2 separate regions of the Sus scrofa genome follow, and region 2 is linked to region 1. Evidence: chromatin contacts called from public Hi-C data. All regions are on one chromosome and are shown on one strand. The core of a region is the stretch at or near the end of the contact, and the rest is flanking DNA. Distances in the headings are between cores, read along the strand shown. Region 1 holds the start of LOC100519177 (GTPase IMAP family member 1). Region 2 holds the start of GIMAP8 (GTPase IMAP family member 8).

Region 1 (7,472 bases), core at 4,860-7,359:
ATGTTGAAAAATGAACAAGACCAAAATCAAGAACCTCTATCAAAGCCTCTGCTGGATCTGCACACAACCCCTTAAACCAAAACAACCTCTGTGGCTGAAGAAATGTCAAGTCTCGGCGTTTGGCATCGGTGGTCCTGTTAGTGTTTGCAGTGGCATCTGGGCAGGGTTTGTGGACCACTCTTTCCAATGTGTGTTCAGCTGCTGCAGATTCTTTTCCCTTTTTACGTGTCTCTTTAGTGATCTGAGGTCTTCAAGAACCCGAGCGTCTCTGGCTGTGAAGGTGATGGACAGAGGATACTGTAGGGGAGAGACCTGGGATGACACAGCTGTATGAGAGATGAGCTTGTGTTTGTGTGTGAAGGTGGGGGTGCCGGAGACCAAGCAAATGTGGGTGGAGAGATAGGGAGGCAGATTTAGGACTGAACACAGGCTGACCTGGCTCATCTCACCTGGCGCAGAGAGCTGTTTCTCCCAGATGTGCACGGGACAGGAGAAGATGTTGTGGAAACCCACCAGCCGATCACCAGTTTTCATCCCGTAAAGACCTGTTCACCCTTTATTTTGAGATCGCAATAAAAGAAAATAATTTTCTAAATATCTTAAATTTTTAAGTGTGTCCCTGAATTGAAAAGCATACTCTTGCTTTGTCCTGAGTGTGTGTTAAGCCAGTGAGAAAACGCCTCCTTGGGAGGAGCTGTACTGCAGGACCTCTGTGGCCCTTACGGTCACACAACTGAGTGTGGGGTGCAGGGGGCATATGGTTTTTGTAGGTGGGGTTAGGAATGACAGAGTATCATCTTTGTTCACTGGGCATATAAGGCAGGTGAACAAAGACTGGCAAATACTGATGTCTTTTAACACGACCTGATTTCCTGTACATTCATTTATTCAATCCAGTTCAACTCAAACAAGCCAGTATGGACGCAGGGCTCTGCTCTGGGACGGTTCTGCCCTCCATCCTGCCTGAAGTGGTGGGGGGCGGGGGAGCAAATGCTCCTCTTCTGTTCTCAGGCGCCAGGAGGATGCAATGAGAGAGTCAAGGCAGTCCGAGGTCAGGGGAAAGCAGGCAAAGGCACAGAGGTTGTTTGGCTTCAGGAAGGGGAGTGCTTGGGGACCTCCAGGTCACATGGGAATGTTTCAGGAGGGACATGGGACCTGGCAGGAATCTGAAGTTGGTAGAAGAGGCAGGTGAGGGAAGAGAGGAAAGGATGTGGGCGCTGAAACTGCAGAGCACCAGGGATGAATCTGGTGTCACTTGATGAGTCAAAGTCTTATTTACAGCCTGTCGGTCAGGACCGACCTCCCCAAAGCCAGTGTGAACCGTACAGCAGGATCAACCCGCTCAGCAGCCCCGCCAGGCTCAGGCTCCACCATGTCCCTAGCGCCTCTGGCCACTTCCACCGACTGGCCAGCAGCCAGCCCCACCGCTGCTTCAGCTGGCGGCCTGCCACTTGCTCGGCCACCTTGCGGAGCCTCTCCTCCGGGCTCACGCCGCCCAGGGCCTGCGCCAGGTGGTACACGTCGTTGGTGTAGGGGGCGCCGCCGCGGTCCCTCACCAGATCCTCCACCAGCCTCAGCAGCTCCGTCACCTGCGCCTCCTGCTCGGGACCCGTGGCGCGGTTGTTAAAGGCGCAGACGCGGCCCCCGCACTCGGCCACCAGCTGCCTGAGCGCCTGGTTCTCGCTGTCGCGCACGTAGTCCTGCAGGGAGCCCTCCGCCAGGTCCTCCTTGCGGGTGAAGACCACGATCGTGTGCGCCGAGACCCCGTCCCCGAACAGCGCCTTCACCCCCCTCCAGGCCTGCTGGTCCTGGGCCGTGAAGCGGCCCAGCTGGGTCACCAGGAGCAGGGCGTGGGGCCCGGGGGCTGCGAGCAGGTAGCAGCGGCCTCTCTCCTTGCAGTCGGGGTCTGTCCGGGCGACTTCGGAGCTGAAAAGGTCCGGGGTGTCAAGGACATCCACGTCCCACTCCGCCCACCTGCCGCTCGCCACGGCACAGCTTCGGGTCACCGACGTGGCCCTGAGCCTGGAGTCAAAGTGCTTCCGGCCCAGGATGCTGTTTCCCGTGGAGCTCTTCCCCGCCCCCGTCCTCCCGGCCAGGAGGAGCCGCAGCCTGGGCTCCTGCAGGGCCGCCTGGAGGTCCTCAGAACCTGCGAGACCAATGATCTGTCAGTCCGGGCCTTAAAGCAGCGCGCGCCGCCTGGCACGTGGGTCGCCTGGACTCCTTTGGAACAAAGGGGAACAGGGGCCCCCCACCTTTGGCTTTTCGGACCGAACCTTTAGGAGCCCTCAGCTCGGGAGAGGGACAGCGTTCCTCGTGCATTGCTCCCCTCTCTGGCGCCACACCTGTCCCTGCAGGGGCGCCCCCAGCTGGTGAGGCTTCCTCGGGAGGACGCCCCTCTGTCACACAGGCGCCCCGCCCTCTGACCATATCTGTCATCCGCCACCCTGCGCAGAGCTGGTCCCCAGGCGACAGCCTCAGTGGCCTCGGCCATGCCTTCCCAGACACCCTCCCACCGCAGAAAGGCAGGAGGGGCAGTGGGCCTGGCAGCCAGGGCTCTCTGGAGTCCCACGCCCCGGGTCTGGATCACAGCCCCACCCCCTGCCAGCCGTGTCCCCCTGGGAAGCGGCATCGCCTCAGTGTGAAAGCTCCTCTGCACAAAGGAGACCAATAGAGAACATAGCGCTGTCCTCACTGGGCTGCAGAGGGTGAGAGGAGAGCATCTCTCCTGCCCTCCCTCCTCCCCCTCCTCCCCCTCCCTCCTCCTTCTCCTCCTCCTCTGTCTCCTCTCTCTTAAACCTGCTGCCCAATGAGATACCTGCTCAACCCTCCATCCTTGTTCCCTGACACCTTCGACCTGGGGAGCCCTGTGTCCTCTAGCACATGCTTTGATGCCATCCACGTCCCCTTCTGTGGAGATAACAGCAGGTGTACTTTCTTCGTTTTACGTTAGGAATGGAGGTGCGGATGACACAAATAACTTAATATTTCACAGCAGGGCAGGGACAGAGATCTCGGTCAAATGCCAACCCAAGGCCCTTGCTGATTTATCCTGGCATCGAGATACCTCTGGGGCTTCTCTCTGTTCTTGAGTCTTGACTTAGCCCCTTTCCTTATTACCCAGAGCTCACAGCTGGGGGCAGATACGCATTATGAGATATGTTCTTACCATGGGGATTTTCTTCATTTCGTGCTGTCTTCTGTCTTCTCATGATTAACTGAAAGAGTCCCAAACACAATTTGTTGGTTCATTCACTTATTTATTCGCTCATTCATCAAATAGGTGTAACTACCTACAATGCTTCAATCTAATTCCAAAGAGCTGGGGACACCACAGTGACAAGGTCATAGTTCCTGCCCTCCCCTGAGCATCAGAATTTGGGGAAGACATTGGAGGAGCCAGGTCAGGGTTGGAATGACCCTGTGAGAATATTCGCTGAGCCTGGTTTTGTCTTCAGGACCTCCGAGTGCAAAGAGCAGACAGGAGGATATAACACTTGCTCTGTGTCAATGAGAAAGCTCTAGAGAGAAGTTTTTTCTGGGGAATTCTATGCCAGTGACATCGGCTGAGCCATTGCATTTTCCCAGGAGAGTGAGCAGCTGGGGGAGACTGTGCAAAACCCTGAGAACAAGAACACTTCCTTGCTCAGCGTGTCAGGGACCCAGCTTAAGCTTGTTGGCCTGGGAACTAACAAAAAGAAAATGGGCATTTTGGTTTTGGACACTGGAAAACAGACATATTCCCCAAACGGCTTCTCAGAGAAGCCCAGCGTTTGGCTGGTCCTAATGTGTCTAAAGAGGGGGAGACTGGGAAGCTCCCCTCCGACCCCTGATGATCTTGCCCCCACATCGAAGGCTTTTCAAATGGAATGGATTGCAACCAATCAAACATCACCGAATACAGGCCCCCACTCTGCGGTCAAGGTGGCCTGACCACAGGAGCACCCGAACACAAGCACCTCCTCTCTCTCCTCCATCTGCTTCTCCAGCCTCATTCCCAACGAATCCTCTCCCCCCTCGGCTGCTCCACAAACAGCAGGTTTCAGGGTCTTTCCCAGCCCCCACTGTGGTGTCACTCCCGCGACCTTTCACCCCCCCCATTTCTCCAGAGTCCTGTCTGTGCGTCCCCATCCACTTCCAATCCCACCTCTTCTCATCATCCCCCGTTGGCAGCACACACAAAGGAAATCAGAGGCAGAGCTTGGCCAGAGGTCTAGTGACAGGTGTGCCTAGAACTCAATCCGAAGGTCTTCCTGTTTCTGCAGTAACCCCCCTTCATCCCACCAAGTCTTCAGCGAAGTTCACCCCAGGGGCAAATCACATCGTGTGAGGCGTTATTTTGTAAATAGCAACCAACAAACTCCCTTAACTGACCCCGAGAAGAAATGAGGAAACAACCAACGAGACTCAAAGCAAATAAAAAAGAATGAAATAATTCCATTTGCAGCAGCATGGCTGGAACTAGAGATTCTCATCCTAAGTGAAATAAATCAGAAGGGGAAAGACAAACACCATGTGATATAACTTATATGTGGGATCTCAAATAGGACACAAATGAATCTATCTATGAAACAGAAACTGACTCTTAGACTTCAAGAACAAACTTGAATTGCCAAGGGAGAAGGGGGAGGGGGAGGGGAAGAGGGGAGGGAAAGACTGGGAGTTTGGGGTGAGTAGATGCCCTTTTACAAATGGAAGAATAAACGAAGTCCTATTGTATAGCATAGGGAACTATATTCAATATCCTAACATAAACCATAATGGAAAAGATTATATATATTATACATTATATTATAATATATACTATGTATTCTTATGTATATCTGAATCACTTTGCTGTACAGCAGAAATTATTACAACATTGTAAATCCACTGTATTTCAATAACAAAAGGCAACCTCTGCCCCTCATCCCCACTCTGAAGAGAAAAGATTCAAAGCAAAGAGGAACAATTTAGCTAAAGCAAGATGTTCTGGTCAAAGGTGGAAATGAAGACAAGCTACAGGGGATCCCTTGGGTAAGCCCTTCGGAACTTCCCCCAAAGTTTGGAATGAAACTTGAAGAGTTCTTCTGATGTTCTTAACAGCTGAAATCTGGGCTTACAAAGACGTGTATTATTGGAAAATATAAAACTTGTAGAATCCTTTCTCTTAAAATGCCAAGGGATCAAAGTTTATTTTGCTAGTCCTGCATTTCCTGAATCTGGCATATTTTGGAATTCTTTAGGGACTTATTAAAGATGTCTATTTCCTAGGGATTTTTATTCACATATCTGTATTTAATAAAAGGAAGTACCTGCCATGCCAAATAATTCTAAGTCATTTGGTCCATGGCCTGAGGGTTTGAATCAGTAACCCTAATCCCATCCCTTCATTACGTAAATGAGATGTAGAAATTAAGATGGCACAGCAGCCCATAGAGCCCTGGACTTGGGGGGCAGATGTTCAAGGGCGTGCGGTGGGGTGGGAAACTGTGTTGATAAACTCAGCCGTCTCCGGGACACGACTGTGGCCCGTGCTAAGGAGGGTGAGTGTTTTAGCAGGGTTCAGCTCAGATAGAGACAGAATTTCTACTTCAGAACTTGTTCTGAGGTTAGATTTGTTTCCCCAGGAATCTATTTGGCCTTCGCTCCATATGCATGTGGGGAGGGTTTGTTGCTTTCTAAAGTGTGTTTTGTTCCCTGCAGTAGTTCTAGAAAACAAACACCTTTCTTATTTATTCAGGGAGTAGGGAATACACGTCTACTGAACTTCCTCTGTTTGCAACTCAACATCCTTACAAACCTGGACCTGGGAAGTGACTGTGCCTGGATCCCGCGCCCCTTTCTCACGCCCATTAGAATGGAGCGACTCACGGGGCGAGCATCGACAGGCACAGCTCTTCCCCTTCCTCACAGGTCACGCGCGCACACTCACGCACGCACGCGCACCCTGGCCCCCAGGACGGCTCCCTTTCCCGTGGGCTCACCTTTCCTGCAGAATTGGTGACAGGCTCTCAAGTCGGCTTTGAGCAGCTCCTGACCTACTTCCTGCCTTGCGACTGTAGGTGGAGCTGACTCTTCCTCCCAAACCGGGAGGAAGTCTCTGTGCCTCTCAGACCTCTGAGCTCGGGGAGGGAGGGCCCTGTGCTGATCACTTAAAGAGACAGAGGCATCGGCCTCCGAGCTAAGGGCCCCACGGGATGCTGGGATGCTGTCACTGCGCATCCCCCCCCTCTTTCCGCCCCCCCCCCCCCCCCCGCGCCACCCCGGGCTTTGGGCTATGGTGATGTTTCCCAGTTTCCTGTGACACCAGCATCTCATCCCCAACTGGCGCTATAACCTCTGAGGGGAAGAAGCCTGATATTCTTTCTGGCCTCTTTTTACCTTTTTTTTTTTTTTTTTTCCAAATTGGAGCTGCAGCTGGCTGCTGGCCTCTGACTTATTTCACTTAGTAAAGGCCTTCGGGGTCCATGGATAGACCCTTAGGTTGCTTCCATACCTGGGCTATTGTGAATAACGCTGCTGTAAACACAGGAGTGCAGATATCGTTTGGAGATCCTGTTTTCACTTCCCTGGGGTAGGTACCTCCAAGTGGAAGTGCTGGATCACATCGTAGCTCTCGGTTTAATTTTTGGAGGAACCGTCATGCGGTGTTCCATAGTGACTGCACCAGTTTACAGTTCCACTAACTGCACCCAAATGGTCCCTTTTCTCCACGTCCTTTCCAACACTCGTTACCTCTTGTCTTTTTGATGACGACCGTTCTAACAGGTATAAGGCAATTTTTCATGGTGGTTTTGATTCATATTTTCTTGATGATTCATGTTGAGAAGTTTTTCACTTACTTGTTGGCCATTTGTATGTCTTCTTTGTGAAAATGTCTATTCAGGTCATCTGCCCATTTAAATTGGATTTTTTTGGTTTGTTTTTTTTTTGTGTGTGTGTGGTTTTTTGGCTACAAAGTTGTATGGATTCCCTGTATACGTTGAAATGTTACCTCTTGTTAGATATATGATTTACAAATATTTTCTCTCATTCTATGAATTGCCTTTTCATTTTGCTGAATGTTCTTTTTGCTGTTCTGAGGAAACTTTTTAGTTTTATGTAGTCTCATTTCTTCTTTTTTTTTTTTTTTTTTTAGTAATTTTAGAGACACACCCTCGGCATATAGCAGTTCCCAGGCTAGGGGTTGAATTGGAGCTGTAGCCACCAGCCTACACCACAGCCACAGCCACTCCAGATCTCAGCCACATCTGCAACTTACACCACAGCTCACAGCAATGCTGAATCTTTAACCCACTGAGCAAGGCCAGGGATTGAACCTGTGTCCTCATGGATGCTAGTCAGATTTGTTTCTGCTGAGCCATGATGCGAAGTCCTCTCACTTATTGACTTTTGCCTTTGTTTCTTGTGCTTTTGGTGTCAAAAAAAAGGAAAAAGAAAAATTGTTGCCAAAACTAATGTCGAGGAACCTACCCCCTGTGTTTTCTTCTAGG
Region 2 (7,397 bases), core at 3,062-5,561, 38 kb before region 1:
GCCCTAACTCACTAGGTGCTGCTTTTCCCCACTCTTGAAAAGAAGGCATTTTCATATCAAATGAGGCGTCTCCACAAAGAGAACATGTTTTTAGTGGGTTTCAAGCTACCGAAGCCCCCTGCAAAAAACTAGTGCATACAGAGTGTTTGGCAGCCGAGGGGTTCATTTGCCCTAGGAATAACAGAGGCCTGGGAGGGAAAAAGGCAAGGGTGCCTTTCCAGAGCAAATCACCATTGCAGCTGGTGTTCGTTCACAGAGTAGAATGTCCTTTGCACGTTGAAGTTTCCAGCCTCTTCTTTCGTGGATTTTGTGAGATTGCCATCAGATTTTCTCCCTAGCTTTCTGGGCACTGCTTTACCCCGCTTGGGGAAAGAAGGCATTTTCATATCCCGTCAGGCTTCTCTACAAAGGAGAACAGGTTTTGTGTAGGTTTCAAGCTAGTGAAGCTCCCTGAAAATGCTAGGGCACACAGAGCACTTGCTAGCTGAGCAGCTCATTCACCCTACGTATACACAGACCTAGGTGAGAAAAAGACAAGCGTTGCTTACTGGAGCAAAACACAACTGGGGCTGGTGTTCATTCCTCGAGTAGAAAATGCTATGCAAGTAGGAAACTTCCCACATGGTTTCGGTCATTAGCGAGATTGTCATCAGGCGATTATCGCCCTCTCTCTCTAGGTGCTGTTTTTTTGTGGTTGTGAGTGTGATGAGTGCGTTGCGAGGCTGTGTGTGTGTTGTGTGTTTTAACGTTTGAGTGAGTGGTCTTGTGTGTGCTGTGTGAGGTTTGTGTGGTTCTGAATGTGTGATTTATGACTGTGAGTTTGTGTTGTGTGGTTGTGAGTGGGTTGTGTGTGTTTTGGGGCTGTGAGTGTGTGGTGTGTGACCTTACGAGTGTGTTGTGATGTGTGGTTTATTGTGGTGTGTGTTTTTTGAGTGTATGTTGTGTGTGTTTTCTGGGGGTGAGAGTGTGTTTTGTGCTGAGTGTGTGTTGTGTTTGGTGTGTTTGGGTGTGTGCAGTAGTGAGTGTGTGGTGTGGTTGTGAGTGTTGTCTGTGTGATGGTTGTGAGTGTATTGTGTGTGGTTGTGGGAATATGTTGTTTTTGTTGTGTGGTTTTGAGTGTATGTTTTCTTTGTGGTGAATGCGTTGCATGTTTTTGACTGGATGTGTTCTGTAGTTGTGAGTGGGTTTTGTGTTGTGTGGTTGTGTGTTTGTGGTGAGTGTTGTGAGCCTATGTGTGTTTTGTGTTGTATGGATTTGTGTGTGTTGTGTTTTGTGTGGTGGCAAGTGTGTTTTTGTGGTTTGTGGTTGTGAGTGTGTACTGTGTCGCGTGTGGTGAGTGTTTGTTGTCTCCTGCATGCTTTATGGCTGTGAGTGTCCTATGGGTTGTGTGGCTCCGAGTGTGTGGCATGTGTTATGTTTGTGTGTGCCATGATGTGTGGTTTATTTGGCTGTGTGTTTCTTGAGTGTATTTTGTGTTTGTAAGGTGGATGTGAGGGTTTGTTTTGTGCTGTGTGTGTTGTGTTTTGTGTGATGTGTGTGTGTTCCTGGGGTTGGGAGTGTGTGGTTGTGAGTGAGCTATGGGGTTGAGGGTGTTGTATGTGTTTTGATTGTGGGTGCTTTGGGTGCTGTGTGGTTTATTGTGTTGTGTGTGGTTGTGAGTGTGTGTTTTGTTTTGCGTGGCTGAGTCTACGTTTGTGAGTGGGTTTTCAGAGCCAGAACAGCCTTCCTTGCCTCGCTGCCTTTGTCTGCGCAGGTGGTTTGATATCGCCCCGCCCCTCCCCATGCCCCGCCCCTCACTTCCCCTCCCCATGCCCCGCCCCCTCACTTCCCCTGCCCGCCCCCCTTCAATTTCTTGCCCTCTGCCTAAGAGGCTTCCACACCCAGGTTCTCCTCTTGTAGGGTGGCTGCCTGCTCTTGGGGGAAAGCATGCCTCACAGGTCCAGGTTTTTGCTTTGACTTATACTTCCTTATTGCCACTGGCTTCTTGGATGTTTTTAAAAGGTTTAAACATCTTCATCCTGTTTCGTTTTAGTCGTTTTCATGGGGAGGGTGGGCATGCATAACATGGGAAAGAGGGCTCCGTCATAACCTTCTGGATTTCTCTCTCCACCCTGCCTCCAGGGTCTCAGTCGCAGGGTCCCCAAACTGAAGGGCTTGTTTTGATCCCCAAACCCCAGCCTCTCACACCCCCTCTCCACAAAGCCCACTAGAAAATGCTATGATCCCAAACACCCCACAAGGTGTCAGCCCTGGGAGACCACTAGCCTTCACATGAATGAAAAAATGGTGTCTCTTCTTAAGTGTTTATAAATAGGCATATTCTTTTTTTTCCTCTTTTTTTTTTCCTTTCTGGCTGCACCTGCTACATGCAGAAGTTCCCAGGCCAGGGATCGAACCTGTGCCACAGCAGTGACCTGAGCCGCAGCAGTGACAACGCCGGATTCTTAACCCACCTCACCACAAGAGAACTCCAGCACATTATTTCTTAATAGTAAATATGTAACAAACAAGGACTCTGAATTCCATCAGGAAGCTGTCAAAATGGACAAATTTAGTTACACGACACTTTTACTGCCATCTGCCAAAAACTGTAGTAAACACACATGTCCTATCTTTGAAATAAAACAACATATATATTTTTTTCCCAAAATAAGAAATGTCAACGCTGTGAGTAGCACTCCCTTTGATGTGGCAACTCGAACGCTTGCCATAGCAACCCTGAGGGAGTCTTTCTTAGTTTTGTGCTCTTTCTATCTCCTAAATGTATCATGAATTGTTCCTTCTTCCACTCCATTTTCACAGTCACTATTTTAGTTCATGGCCTCATTTCTAGCTTGGACTATGGCAGTAGCCTTTAACTGGTCCCCAGCCTGATCCCCTTTCCCCCACATGCCCAGACTGCTGTCATCACCCTGGATGCTCGTGGCATTTGCCATTGTCCCTCTGCATTTCTATATGCCTCTCAAGACTGCAGGTAGGCTTCAGCTCCCCAGCGTAGCTTCTTCCTCCACTGTGCCTGCTAAGCTCCTCCAGTACCGTCAGAACCTGCCGCAGTAAACAGCTGGTTTCTGGGCTTGTTGATAAGTTTGCTTCCCACTTGGTTGTTTCTCCACTTTGCAGGGTTGACAGGCTTCCTCTTTGCTCACCTGAACCCATCTCTATGGCAGTGCATGTACACTTCCACATCTGTAGGTTTAGTCTCTTTTCCTGTCTTTTCGATTGAGCTCCTTAAGTCAGGGATGTGTCTGGAGTCCTTGGTCCTCTGTGTCTGGTTCTGGGAGTTTCCTCCTTACCTGCAGAACTTGCGCCTTCCTGGCTTATTCCATTTCTGGAAATCCAGCCCCTCTCCTTCCCACCCCCTGTGAGAATCTGGGAAGGAGAGGTGAGGAGGGGTGTTTTACTGGCAGAAACCCTGCAGCCAGCCCCCAGGGGAGTGGTTTTGCTGTCCTTGTCATTACCCACAGAGCCACTAGGGGGCAGGGAAGCCCCATCCTTCCCTAGATCAGGGCCCAACCAGAATCTGTGGCAGTCCCCACAGAGTCAATTCTCCAAAAGCTGATGGATTTTTTTTTTTTTTTTTTTTTTTTTTTACACAAACGGTTGACTCAGCAAATAGTCAACTTGCTAAATCATTTGAAGCTCTGGATTTCCTGAGTGCTCCCCAAAGCTTCACCTATCTTCTAAGAAGGAGCAAGTATTTCTTGAAGCCAGTTTACTATCTCCTCTGTTTTGGGAGAAATGACATCCCACTGGGCCTGTGACCCTGCCCTGAACTGACCTCCACTTCTGAGAGTGACACAAGCGGGGATGGTTGACTGACTGAGTGGCAGGATTTTGTCTGGTTTTTGTTGTGTTGTTTTTTTTCTTTTCTTTTCTTTTTTTCTCTTTTTTTGTCTTTTTTCTTTTCTTTTCTTAGGGTTGCACCCGCAGCATACGGAAGTTCCCAGGCTAGGGGTTGAATGGAAGCTACAGCTGCCAGTCTACACCACAGCCACAGCAATGCTGGATCATGATCCCACTGAGCAAGGCCAGGGACTGAATTCACATCCTCATGTCTAGTCGTTATCGCTGAGCCACATCGGGAACTCACGCTTGTTTCAATGAGTTAATTTTACATGAACTGACCTAGTGCCCTGTAGAGGATGGGGATTCTTCCTGACCCCGGGTCCTCATTACAAAGGGGGTAAGTGGGGCGGGGGATAGGACAACCTTTGTCCCTTTCCCCTCCAAGTCTGGCTGTGTCACCCTAGCCCTTGAAGACCAGCCCATTGGTTGGGGGTGGGGGGACCACACAGGACGGAGCAGCCCCTCAAAGCCCAGGTGGGGGCCCCCACAGCTCCTCCTTCCCCAGGAGGTGGGGGTGGATGTCTCTGGAAGCTCAGCCCCACCTCAGACATTTCAAAGACCCAGCCTGTGGAAGACATAAATAAGCAGAAAAAGCCAGCCTTGAAAGGGCAAACGCGGTCTAAAGTACCTCAAGTCATCAAAATCCTAGAAACAGAGAGTAGCGGATGGTTACCAGGGGCTGGGGAGGAGGACTCTTATTGACGGGGTCCAGCGCTTCAGGCTACGGGATGGAAAATTCTGGAGCTTTTTGCACCATGTGACTCTACCTGCCACTGCTGAGCTGTGCACCTAAAAATGGCTAATATGGCAAATTCAATGTTAAGCGTTGTAACCACTGGAAAATAAAATAAGGTCTTGGTGTTTAACTTCCTCCTGAAACAGAAAGCTTTTAAAGGCTTATGGCTCCCCCAAAGGGTTTCGTTTTATGAACCCTTCGAAAGCATCAAAGTTCAAGTATTTCAAATGCGCAATTGCCCTGGGAAGGAAATCTTTAGCCTGGGAAGCAGCGCTGGTCCGAGGCCCCACGGGGTGACTCCGGAGGGGGATTTCAGCGAGGGCCCCCCCAAGGCGGTGAGGAGCTGTTCGCAGAAGCTCTACAGCTGCTTCTGCTTCGGGCAGTGGGGGCGAGGAGGTAAACAAAGCCCTCCTGTTTTCACTCCCAACTTGGGAAAGGACCGGGCTGAGAGGTGGAGGCGAGGACCCGCAGGAGAAGAAGCACCTGCTGCGGGCGCTCCCCCTCCCGCCGCTGGAGCCTTGAGAGGCCCCAGACTGTTCTCAGAGCAAGAAGCAACCTGCAGGTCCTCTCGTGTGCTCGGCACAGGCACAGAGATCCTTCTCGAGGGACCCTCCCCAGGCTCGGCCAGGGCGCTGCCCGGTCCCCTGAGCCCCAGCGGAGCCTCTGCGCCACCTCTCACCAGCCTTTCTCCGCCGCCCGCCCGCGGGGTAGGTGGGGGCGGTCCCGCCCTGACCCCGACCGCCCTCACCCTGACGTTCTCACCCTGCGATCTTGGCATCAGTTCTCAACTTCCCCCTCCGACTGCAGTGCAAATCTGGTTCTCTTCCTCCTCAGAAACACTCAGGAAGACCCTGACCCGGCGAGGCTGGTCCCGCCCTGCTCTCCTCTCCCCTGCCGTCTCCTCCAGCCTCTTTGCGGCGCCCGTGGGCCTGAGGGGCTCCAGCAGCTGCTGCCGCCCAGCCGAGCGATGGAGAGATGGACGCGGGCGGAACGAAGAGGTCCTGAAATTGGGACGGGCCCGGGAACAGGACCGAGGTACGTGTGTGCGCGGTGGCGGGTTCTGTGCCTACACGCGTGGGCAGGAGGCTGGGAAAGGCAGACACCCAGGGCGCGGAGACAGCCACCTGGAGGGCTTGATTTCAGGGGTGTCCCTCCTTCTCCAGCGCCGGTCTCCCCAGCGGGGGGCTGAGGGGCGGGGACAGAGGTCACATCCCTGGGGAGTTGCACCTGCCTTTCTAGGAAGAAGCGAGTCTGGGAGGGGTTGCCCTCCCCCCCAGGGTTGAGATGAAGGCCCGAAAAAAAAAGGAGGGGGCGGGTCCACTCCCCAGGTATCCCCGGACTCCTGGGCTGTGACACTGGGCGCCCCCCCCCCCCGCCCCCAGCCCAGGGAAGTCAGCGCGGGGGGGGGGGGGCAGTTTCTTATGCTGTACAGTAGGACCTTGTTGTCCATGCATTGCAGATGTAATAGTTTGCGTCCATCAATCCTTAATTCCTAGTCCTTCCCACTCCCCCCACCCTAACCCCAGCAACCAGATGTCTGTTCTCCATGTCTGTGAATCTGTTTCTGTTTTGTAGATAGGTTCATTTGTGCCATATTTTAGATTCCACATATAAGTGATATCATATAGTATTTGTCCGTCTCTTTCTGACTTACTTCACTTAGTATGAAAATCTCTAGTTGCATCCACGTTGCTATGAGTGGCATTGTTTCATTCTTTTTGATGGCTGAGTAGTATTCCATTGTGTATAGGTACCAGGTCATCTTAATCCATTCATCTGTCATGGACATTTGTTTCCCTGTCTTGGCTGTTGTGAATAGCGCTGCAGTGAACATGGGGGTGCATGTCTCTCTTTTTTTTTTTTTTCTTTTTTGGCCACTCCTGAAGCATATGGAAGTTCCTGTACCAGGGATCAAACCCACGCCAGAGCAGTGAACCAAGCCACTGCAGTGACTACGCTGGATCTTTAACCCACTGAGCCACTAGGAAACTCCCACTTTGCTGTCCTAGCTTGATGATGCATATTGACTTTTTTTTTCTTACTTTTTACCTCATCGCCCTGTGATATCAGCTGCCATTCCAGCAGTCACACTGAAATGTCATGCATGAAGAAGAGGGAAGGGTGATGTAAGGAGCTCTCAATTTGAGTCTGTCCCTACCATGGGGAAATCAATAGCATTCTCAGAAGGCCCAAGCAAGCATTCCCTAAATTATCATCAGGGAGAACTGGCTCACAAGGACACCCTTCTTTGGAAGGGAAGCTGGGAGAGCACGTAATTGGTTTTCTTTTGTTGTGGTTACAAATCGCCACAACCTTAGTTACTAAGAATTCACAGACTCTTTTTTTTTTTTTTTTTTTTTTCTGCTTTTTAGGCCCGCACCTGCAGCATATGAAGGTTCCCCGGCTAGGGGTCAAATCAGAGCTGTAGCCACCAGCCTACGCCACAGCAACGCCAGATCCGAGCCTCATCTGTGACCTACACCACAGTTCATGGCAACGCCGGATCCTTAACCCACTGAGCGAGGCCAGGGATCGAACCTGCGTCCTCATGGATACTAGTCAGGTTCATTTACAGCTGAGCCACAATGGGCACTCCCCTCACAGGCTTGTTCTATTTCTGGAGGTCAAAAGTCCTAAAATCAAGGTGTTGGGCAGGGTTGTGATCCTACTGAGGGCTCCATGGAGAATCCATTTTCTTGCCTTTTCTGGCTTCTAGAGATGCCTGCGTTCTCCTTGGCTTGCGGCCCCTCCCTCCATCTTTAAGGCCAGCAGCGTTGCATTGGCAAGCCTCTCTCTGTCCCTGACCTCTGCTTCT

The links. Hi-C and Micro-C count contacts between places; a contact is called where the count stands out from the background.
Region 2: a Hi-C map of liver shows a contact between it and region 1, with 2.1 times the contacts expected there. The contact joins the promoter of GIMAP8 here to the promoter of LOC100519177 in region 1. A contact is called at or near these places in 11 of 47 Hi-C or Micro-C datasets (alveolar macrophages, blood, heart right ventricle and 2 more) and 2 of 2 datasets of contacts at active chromatin or transcription factors (alveolar macrophages and skeletal muscle).

The regions. Positions count from the first base shown.
Region 1 is chr18:6,456,169-6,463,640 of Sscrofa11.1, reverse strand. LOC100519177 (GTPase IMAP family member 1) reads right to left here and starts at 6,109. Exons shown (of 3, transcript XM_021078917.1): 1 at 5,964-6,109; 2 at 3,167-3,215; 3 at 865-2,146. The coding sequence starts at 3,209. The coding sequence ends at 1,290. It overlaps LOC106508193 (a long non-coding RNA gene), which reads left to right. Exons shown (of 2, transcript XR_001304819.2): 2 at 1-604.
Region 2 is chr18:6,492,311-6,499,707 of Sscrofa11.1, reverse strand. GIMAP8 (GTPase IMAP family member 8) reads left to right here and starts at 4,311. Exons shown (of 6, transcript XM_021078920.1): 1 at 4,311-4,917; 2 at 5,417-5,617. The coding sequence starts at 5,550.